2 separate regions of the Ovis aries genome follow, and region 2 is linked to region 1. A link is a contact called in public Hi-C data. All regions are on one chromosome and are shown on one strand. The core of a region is the stretch at or near the end of the contact, and the rest is flanking DNA. Distances in the headings are between cores, read along the strand shown.

What was found. Hi-C and Micro-C count contacts between places; a contact is called where the count stands out from the background.
Region 2: a contact with region 1 is called in a Hi-C map of liver, with 4 times the contacts expected there. The contact joins the promoter of PTPRU here to the enhancer-like site in region 1. A contact is called at or near these places in 5 of 16 Hi-C or Micro-C datasets (hypothalamus, liver, muscle and 2 more).

The regions. Positions count from the first base shown.
Region 1 is chr2:236,611,730-236,616,384 of ARS-UI_Ramb_v3.0, reverse strand. No RefSeq gene overlaps it. Among named protein-coding and RNA genes, the nearest start is that of MATN1, 20 kb to the right of the region's middle. Within about 2 kb of position 1,859, at least 5 of the 54 cell types and tissues checked have an H3K27ac peak or open chromatin away from gene starts, as enhancers often do. A contact at or near this core is called in liver, where this site is marked.
Region 2 is chr2:238,061,611-238,066,265 of ARS-UI_Ramb_v3.0, reverse strand. It overlaps PTPRU (protein tyrosine phosphatase receptor type U), which reads left to right and starts at 2,772. Exons shown (of 31, transcript XM_042244447.1): 1 at 2,772-2,958. The coding sequence starts at 2,886.

The DNA.
Region 1 (4,655 bases), core at 610-3,109:
TGCCCTTGTCAAGGCCACTCTGCCCTCCCTGCTGGTTCCCCCAGGAGCCACCTCTAGCCTGCAGCCACCACTTCCTGTCTGGCCTCTTCCCACGCTCAGCCCTGTCCACAGCCACACAGTGGCCAGAGGGACCCTCAGACCCAAATCCGCCCAGGTTCCTCCCCTCCTCACACCCTGCGTAGCGACTGTTCAGGGTAACATCCCAACTCCCTGGCATGGCTCCACTGCCCCCACCATCGTTCACTGGATGGATGGGTGGATGGATGGGGTGGGTGGTTGGAGATGGATGGATGGTGGATGAGAGATGAATGGATAAATGAGACATGGATGAAGGATGGACACAGGCTGGGTGGGTGATGGATGGGTGGATAGATGAGCATGTCAAGGACAACACATCCTAACAAACACTCAGAGCTGGTTCAGAACCCCCAGATTGTGCCAAACTCTCCCTGCCCAACCAGCAGATCTTCACCCCAAGAGAAGACAAAATCTCAGGATGAAGTACAGGATGAAGCCCTACTGCTCTGGAGACCTGGCCAGCCCTTTTTGCTGCTCTTCACAGCCATGACCCTATGAGGTGGGTCTCTTGGTCTAAGGCTACAGTCAAGGATAGGGTGGCTTCAAGCAGCCCAGTGGGTGGCCAAACTGGACGGATACCCAGCCTGCCTGAGCTGTGAACGTGAGCAGGGCACCCCTGGCGGGGGCTGCTCACATGAAGCTGTACTGAGGATTCTTCCCGGCTGAAAGCCGTGGGTCTCGGCACCCAGAATAAGCTCCTGAGGCTTCCACAGTGATGCTAATACTACCAAGAATGCCACCATGAGCTGCCGCCGCAGCTCCAAGCAATGACTCAGTGCTGAGCTCCAGGCCAGCCCCCCACCCACCTCACCCAGTTTCACCCCACCACAGCCCCTCAGGCTGCTACGGCTCCTCCCCACGTGACAGAGGAGGAAACTGAGGCTCGCAAGGGGCAGCAAGCTGCCCAAGGTGCCCCCATCCCGCCACCGGCAGAGCCAGGCGGGACCCTGGTGTCTCGTGGGCCTCCTCCGTGTCTCCCGAGCTCCAGCAGCTTCTCTGACCCTCCCGGAGACTGCCACCCACACCTCTACCTGCACGATATTGATTTTGATTCAGTCCGACCCTTTGACTTGAAAAGGCCTCCCCTTTTCAATTTGCCTCACCGTGAGCAATAACATCCATGAAATCAAGGTTTAATGCACTAATTGCTTGTGAGGTTTTTTCTGATATTCATTAAAATAAATACATGACTGGTAAAACAGAATATTAATGTTTGCCCATGCACCACCTGTGATCCCCTCTCAGAGGCCCCTCCCTGGGAGACTCCGCAGCTGCTGCTGGAGAAGAGAGGAGGGAGAGGGGTGGTATCTGAGCAGTGAAGCCCGCCTGGCCTCTCCCAGCCCAGCCCAGCCCAGGACAGCGGCAGTTCTTTCTCCTGGGGAGGCCCCACCTCATCTGCTGCCCCAGGCTGGGTCTTGGCACAGGGAAACTCCCTGGCAGCTGGAGAGGGGCCTCCTGACCACCAGCCCCGTGAGGGAGGACCCTGGGGGAAGGGACCAGAAGGTTGCGATGGCTCCAGTGGGATGCCTATGGGAGTGCCCACCACGTCCACTCCCCGCCAGTCCTGGCTCCTGGAGGAAGCCCCAGGCTTAGGACAGATTTCCTGGCTCTGCACCAAACACAGGAGAGAGGCGGGGAGGGATTGCTGTCCACAGGCCAAGGACTCCTGCCAGGAATGAAAGCAGGAAACTGCAAGGGAAAATTTGATACCAAGAGGAGGGAAAAGCCCTGCCCACTGTGGTCACACACCCAAGCAGCAGCTGCACCAACCCTGGGGGCAGAGGGGAGGGAGGTGGCAGGCAGAGAGGCCCCAAGTGGGAGAGAAGGCTGCACGACTGGGCGGGGGTCTGTTCCAGCCCACACGGTAGAGGGGATGTGAGCAAGCTGGACGGGGGTCCAGAGGTGGAATCACGGGAGCCAGGATCCCAGTCTAGGAAGGGGAGTCCTCCTGGAGGAAGGAAGACTCTGGGATCAAGTGGGGTAGACAGGCCAAGTTCAAGTCCCAGAACCTCTACTTGTCTGTGTAGGTCCCTTCTGGTCTCTGAGCCTCACTTTACCCAACCTATACAATGAGGATAATCGTACTTCCCTAAGTGGTTGTAAGAAATAAACAAGGTTAGCACTGTTAGGACAAGGCTTAGCCCATAGTAGGGCTTCCCTGCTGGTTCAGATGGTAAAGAATCTGCCTGCAATGCAGGAGACCTGGGTTTGATCCCTGGGTTGGGAAGATCCCCTGGAGGAGGGTATGGCAACCCACTCCAGTATTCTTGCCTAGAGAATCCTCATGGATAGAGGAGCCTAGTGGGCTACAGTCCTTGGGGTCGCAAAGAGTCCAACACGACTGAGTGACGAGGCATAGCACGGCGTAGCATAGCCCACAGTAAGCAGAGATTTATGTTAGCTCTTCATAGAGTTATACGTGTAGTTACTATTTATAGTTATACTGAAGTATATTATTGTATATTTGTTTATATATTTATATTATCGACATAATTATTATATTTTTGTTGTTGTTCAGTCACTCACCATGTCCAACTCTTTACAGCCCCATGGACTGCAGCATGCCAAGTTTCCTTGTCCTTCACTAACTCCCGGAGTTTGCTCAAACTCATATAAATTGAGTCATATTATTTATATATATATACATTTATTATTTGCATAATTATATGACTTATTTTAATTTATGTCTTAATGTATATAGGTATACTATGTACATTGTGAAGTGAAGTGAAAGTCGCTCAGTCGTGTCCGACTCTTCGTGACCCCATAGACTATACAATCCATGGAATACTCCAGGCCAGAATACTGGAGTTGGTAGCCTTTCCCTTTTCCAGGGCATCTTCCCAACCCAGGGACTGAACCCAGGTCTCCCACTGGAGGTGGATTCTTTACCAGCTGAGCCACAAGTTAATATACCATAAATTGCAGTTTATAAATTATGTTTTATTATTATCACTAAAAGGCGAGGGGAACCAAGGGAGCAGATATGCTCTGCATGGCCTGGATGCCTTCACTCTTTCCCACTTTCATTCAACATACAGGATTCTCAAGAGCAACTTGGAGCAACTCTGCCCCAAGAGGCAGAGTGGTGCTCATTCTCGGCCGTGACTACACAGTCACAAGCCCTCAGGTGGGCACCTTAGAGAGGACGGAGGGGCTGTAGCTGTGAGGGTGCCGGGGTTCCAAGGTCAGTTCCCAGGGACGACGTGCCTTGTGCGCGCCTGGGGCAGCCCGCGATAGCATCGGTGCAGTGAAGCTCAGGGCGGTGGAGGACTGGCCGTGGCCACATGGGGTCTGAGCACAGGCAGGGTGGCCACCCTGGAGACCGTCCCCCTGCAGAGCCCCCTTGCCCCATCACTGGGCCAGGCAGCCACTCACACTTTACAAGGAGGCAGGAGACACAGAAAGGCCCACTTCAGGCCCTGGGACCTGGGGAGAACGTGGGAGGGTTGTGCAGAAAATCTGTTAGCAGATTTTCATGAGGGAGGGAAGGACCATTCTTTTTTTTTTCTCTTTTTTCTTGTTTGCCATGTGGGATCTTAGCTCCCCGACCAGGGACTGAACCCACGTCCCCTGCACTGGGATCCAGATCTTAACCACTGGACCGCCAGGGAAGTCCCAGGAAAGGGCTGTTCTAGATGTGAGGAGATGCGCCCCCTCCTTGAGGCCCTCGGGGGAGACCTGTGATTGAGACGGGGCTTCTGGAAGACCTATGACTGAGACGGTGGTCCTGGACCCAAACCCTGACGAAGATGCAGCTTCTGTCTTGAGCCCCTTGCGCCCCTCGCCCTGCACTGGGCACTCACACACTGGCTCCTTTCAGTCTTCACACCCCAGCCAGGGGGGAATCATTCTCCCCACTTCTTAGGTGAGCAAACTGAGACTCAGAGGAGCCCGAAGACCCCAGTCACCTCTGCCCCAGGGTCTCTACTAACCCCTTCCTTGGGCTGCAGTTATTTTGGGCTTGAGAACACATACCCTGATTTAGGGACAGAAGACTTGACCACTGCCCACCCAAACAAGAGAGGGTAGGGAACAGGAAGATGTCTCCTGGGGGGCCTCCTGCTTAGCCCCCACCCTGCCTCAGCATTCAGGACTGAGCTGCCATCCCTAGTTCAGCAAAGCCCCTGAACAGGCCCTACAAGACAGGAGATGACTCCAGCCCAGGCCCTTCTCAGAGTTCAGAGTGAGCGATGAGAATGGGAAGATAACACCCACCTCTGAGACTTACACCCACAGTCTGCCCTCCTGGGAGCCCCTGTGTGCAGGAGGGAGGGGCAGTTTAAACGGATTAGAGTAGGTGCTACAGAGTGGAGTGATGGAACTGCCCCAGCTCACGGGAAGGAGTGCTGAACCCCATTCCTGGGCTGATGGTGCCACCCTGTGGCCAGCTTCCACCATAGCAGCCCCAGGTCTGCAATTCCAGCCCCTTAACTCCAAGGTCCAAAGTGATCCTTGAGATCTTCTTGCCCAGTGTCAGGGGTCCATTTCACAACTGGGGAAACTAGGTCACCCAGGTATCAGCAAAGGCTGAGTGGATACAGTAGGAAATAGTCCAACGGGTCTGAACAACAGCC
Region 2 (4,655 bases), core at 1,523-4,022, 1.4 Mb before region 1:
TTTCTTTCTTTTATTTATCTACTGATGGCTCTGCTGGGTCTTCGCTGATGCACGTGTGCTTTCTCTGGTTGCAGTGAGCGGGGGCTCACTCTTCACTGTGGTGCGCCGGCTTCTGATCGCAGAGGCTTCTCTTGCTGCAGAGCACAGGCCCTAGGTGCTTGGTCTACAGCAGCTGCGGCATGCAGTCTCAGCAGTTGTGGTGCGCATATTTAGTTGCTCTTGGGCATGCGGAATTTTTCTGGACTAGGGAATGAACCCATGTCTCTTGTATTGGCAGGTGGATTCTTAATCACTGGACCACCAGGGAGGTCCCATCTCCCCCATTTCTACAGTATACTACTATCTCACACACCAGAGAATTTGCCTTTTTTTTTTTGGTTGTATATTGTTCTTGTCTTCCCATTGGAATATAAGCTCCATGAGGGTAGGGATTTTTATCTGTCTTATGTCTTCAATTTGGCTTAGAGCAACTGTTGAACAGAAAAATTGGTATCTAGTGTTTGTTGATTTGCTCCATACGGAGACAGGCCTCAGTTTCTATTCGTTTCAAGCCAGATGTCTTTGATTCAAGTCTCAGAGCTGCTGCTTACTACACATAATCTCGGAAAAGTCACTTTCTCTCTCTGTACCTTAATTTTCTCAACTATGTCATGGGAAAGATAGTGGTAGGGATTAAATGAATCCGTACAGGTGAAACACATAGAAGGCACCTGGTCTTATGCAGAAATGGACAACTAGTTTGTAGTCATTGTACAAGGGTTTATACTGGGCAGAGGCCCAGATGGACTTAACCTGTGTAGCCCGGAGATAGACTAGAATCAATGAGAGTCAGTGAGGGGGGTAGATTTCATGGCATGAAGAGAAAGAACTTTTAAAAAGCCAGCCAGCATAGCAAGGAGAAATAGCTGAATCCATTATTACAGCTGGAGACTTCAACAGCTCTCTCTCAGAAATAAACATGTCCAGCAGGCAGAAACTCAGGGAGGACATAATTAAACTCCACAACACCATCAATCAACTAAAGATAAAGGTCATCTAAAAACTACTTCAGGGACTTTCCTGATGGTCTGGGGGCTAGGACTCTGAGTTCCCAGTGCAGGTGGCCAGGGTTTGGTCTCTGGTCAGAGAACTAGATCCCACATGCCGCAACTAAATAAATAAAGACTACTTCATCCAACAACAGCAGAGCACACAACCTTCCCAAGATCACATGGATTTTTACCAAGATAGACTGGACCATAAAACACAAATTAATAAATTTGAAAGAAAAGAATCATACAGTGATTGCTCTTAGATCATAGTGGAATTAAACTAGAAATAATAACAGAGAGTTGAAAAATCCCCAAATACTTGGAGATTAAATAATGTACTTCTAAATAACACATAGGTCAAAGAAATCTCAAGAGGAATTTAAATTTTTTGACATATTTATAAGTGAAAACTAAATGAAAATGAAAACACAGCTTATCAAAATTTGTGGGATGCTGGGTAAGCAGTGCATAGAGGGAAATTTATAGCACTGAATGCATATGTGAGAAAAGGAAAAAGATATGCAATTAATCATCTAAACTTCTGCCTTAAGAAACTAGAAAAAGAAGAGCAAATAGAATGCCAGGGAAGCAGGAAAATGATAAAAATTAGAGCTGAAATCAGTGAAATGAAAACCAGGAAATCAATGGAGAAAAATCAACCAAACCCAAAGCTGCTGCTTTGAAAAGATTAATAAATCAATAAGTCTCTAGCCAGACTAGGAAAAGAAGAGAAAGGACACAGATTACTAATATCAGAAATGAAAGGAGGGACATCACTACAGATCCCATGGACATTAAAAGGGTGATAAAGGCCAACAAAAGTCCATCTAGTCAAAGCATGGTTTTTCCAGTTGTCATGTATGGATGTGAGAGTTGGACTATAAAGAAAGCTGAGCGCTAAAGAATTGATGCTTTTGAAATGTGGTGTTGGAGAAGACTCTTAAGAGTCCCTTGGACTGCAAGGAGATCCAACAAGTCTGTCCTAAAGGAAATCAGTCCTAAATATTCATTGGAAGGACTGATGCTGAAGCCGAAACTCCAATACTTTGGCCACCTGATACGAAGAACTGACTCATTTGAGAAGACCCTGATGCTGGGAAAGATCGAAGGGAGGAGGAGAAGGGGAAGACAGAGGATGAAATGGTTGGATGGCATCACCGATTCAATGGACACGAGTTTGAGTAAACTCTGGGAGGTGGTGATGGACAGGGAGGCCTGGTGTGCTGCAGTCCATGGGGTTGCAAAGAGCTGGACACGACTAAGCGACTGAACTGAACTGAACTGAAAGGAATACTACGAACAACTCCAAAAGCTAGCGTTTCCAAGACCCCATCACCTGCCGTTGGTAGGTAATGAGCTCCTTGTCCTTGGAGATAAATGTGGATGTGCACTGAAAGGGATCAAGGTAGAGGGGATTCAAGCATTGGGTAGGACCGAGAGGCTCTGTGTCCCTGGGTCTCTGTCCCGGAGAGCTGTGTGCAAGCTAGGCGCGAGCAATGAGCAGAGGAGTGGATCTGCTCACCTAAGCAGGTCGGTGAGGCGGCTGGGAATCCAGGCCCAGCCCAGGACCGCCAGGCAGGGGTCCGGGAGTGGGGGCGGGGAGCGTCAGGGCCGCGGGCGACCGGACTGGGCAGGGGAGCGCGCGGCTGCCAGTAGGGGGCGCCTCGAGACCGAGGAACGCGCGGCCGAGCCTGACGTCAGCGCCCCGCTTGCTTGGGCTCCCGCTCTGGACTCGGCGCCAGTCCCGCTCGGCGCCGCGCCGCTTCGCTCCGGCTCTGGCTCGCCTCGGGCTCGGCTCGGGCTCCGGCGGCGGCGCCCCCCCGCGCCGGGCCCCGGGGCAGGCGGCGGCGCACCATGGCCCGCGCCCAGGCTCTCGTCCTGGCGCTCACCTTCCAGCTCTGCGCACCCGAGACCGAGACTCCGGCAGGTAAGCGCGCGTCGGTCGGACCCAGTTTGCCCCGCCGAGCCTCGGCGCCGGTGGCGTATCTCGAAAGAAAGTGGGAGTGTTGGATGACCGGACGTGGCGAGCTTGCTCCCGGTGTGTCTTGAGTGTTGGATGTGCGATCGTGTGCTCAGGGGGTGGTGTGCCTGCGAATGTGTCTGAGGGATGTGCAAGAAAAGGTGCTGTGTGTGTTGTGTGTCCACGAGTATGTTGGGGTGAATGTTGTGTGCATAAAGGCATGGGGTGTGCGCCGAGTGTCGTGTCTGCCTCTGTGTAGTGTGTGTGTGGGGCCAAGTAGGATTGTATGTCTGTTGTGTGTCCATCTGAGTTCGGTTGTGTGGCAGGAGTTGCCTCTGCTGATGTGTTGCATTTTTGGGCATTTGTGTGTGCCCTAGCCTGGAGTGTTGTTTGTTGTGTGTCCGAGAATGGCTTGTGTTTTTTTGTTCTGCGTGTGGCGAAGAGTGCTCTGTGGATTCTGCCCGCGTGGGGAGCAGAGGACGTGTGTGCGATGTGTGTGCTTGTGAGATCCGTGTACGTGTGTGAAGGCGTGGGAACGGGTCCGGAACGAGTGTGTCCGCGCGCGGTGTGCGCGATGTGTACGTGTGTCTGGGGCCGGCGGTGTGCTCTGCCGGGGGCTGCGTGGGTCCCAGTGAATGCCGAGTGTGCCGGGAATGCGTGTGTAGGAGCGTGTCTGGAGCGGATGTGAGTGTGTTCGTGCAAGCTGGCTGCGTGTCCAGGAATGTTGCGAGTGTGGTCCTCGCCTGGGCCACGGCTTGAGTGTGTGCCCCGGGCCGGGGCCGCCCGAGGGGGCGGTGCAGGTCGTGTTGTGTGTGTGTCCCTCGGGTGTGCGCGTGGGGCGCGCGGGCCCCGGAACAAGTTGTCCTGGCGGCGCCCGTTGCCTCCCCGGTCGGGCCGGGCCTGAGGCTTGGCAGCGAGGGATGGGGGCCCGGCGGCCGCCGACTCCGACATGTCGGGCTGTTTGTTGTTTCGCGAGTTCAGCGCGGCGTTGGCTGGTGGCGGATCCGAGACGGCGCCGGGTCTGCGGGGCGCCGGGGCCGGGGCCCGGAGGGCCCAGCGCGGGGTGGGGGCGGCCGCGGGGGGCTGCGGGGCGCGCCGGGGCCGGCTGGAGGGGAGGGCCGTGAGGCCAGGCCACCGTGCGGGGACCGGGCCGCGGCTGCACCCAGGCGGCGGGGCGGGGTGGGGGGTGCGTCCGGGTGGGCCGGGCCTGGCTCTGGGCGGCCGGACGGCGCCCCCTCCGGTTGCGCGCTGGAGGCGCCGCGGACGCCGGGGTCTCCTGGGACAACCCCCCCCTTCGTCGACTCCGCAACTTTGTACGGCCTCCGGGCTGGCGGGGGTGTGAGTGTACGCGTGTGAGCGTGTATCTCGGTGCTTCTGGGTGCCGTGTGACCGCGCTGTCTCTCTGAGTGTGTTTCGGAGAGTGGAGTCTTTTGGAGGGGTGTGTGTGTGTGTGAAGTTGTGCGTGCGGTCGCGTTTCTGAATGTGTGTATCCAGAGCTGTGGCTGTGTGTCCGTGTGTGCTGTGGACCGTGTGTCGGCGGCGGCTATGTGTGTTCATGTGTCTGTCCCCGCCTCCCCCACCCCCCCATCCTACCCGGAGGCCTGGGATGCCACACCGGGGGCCCTCTCCTGCGGAGTTGCGTCTGATGGCCTTTCTAGGGCGGG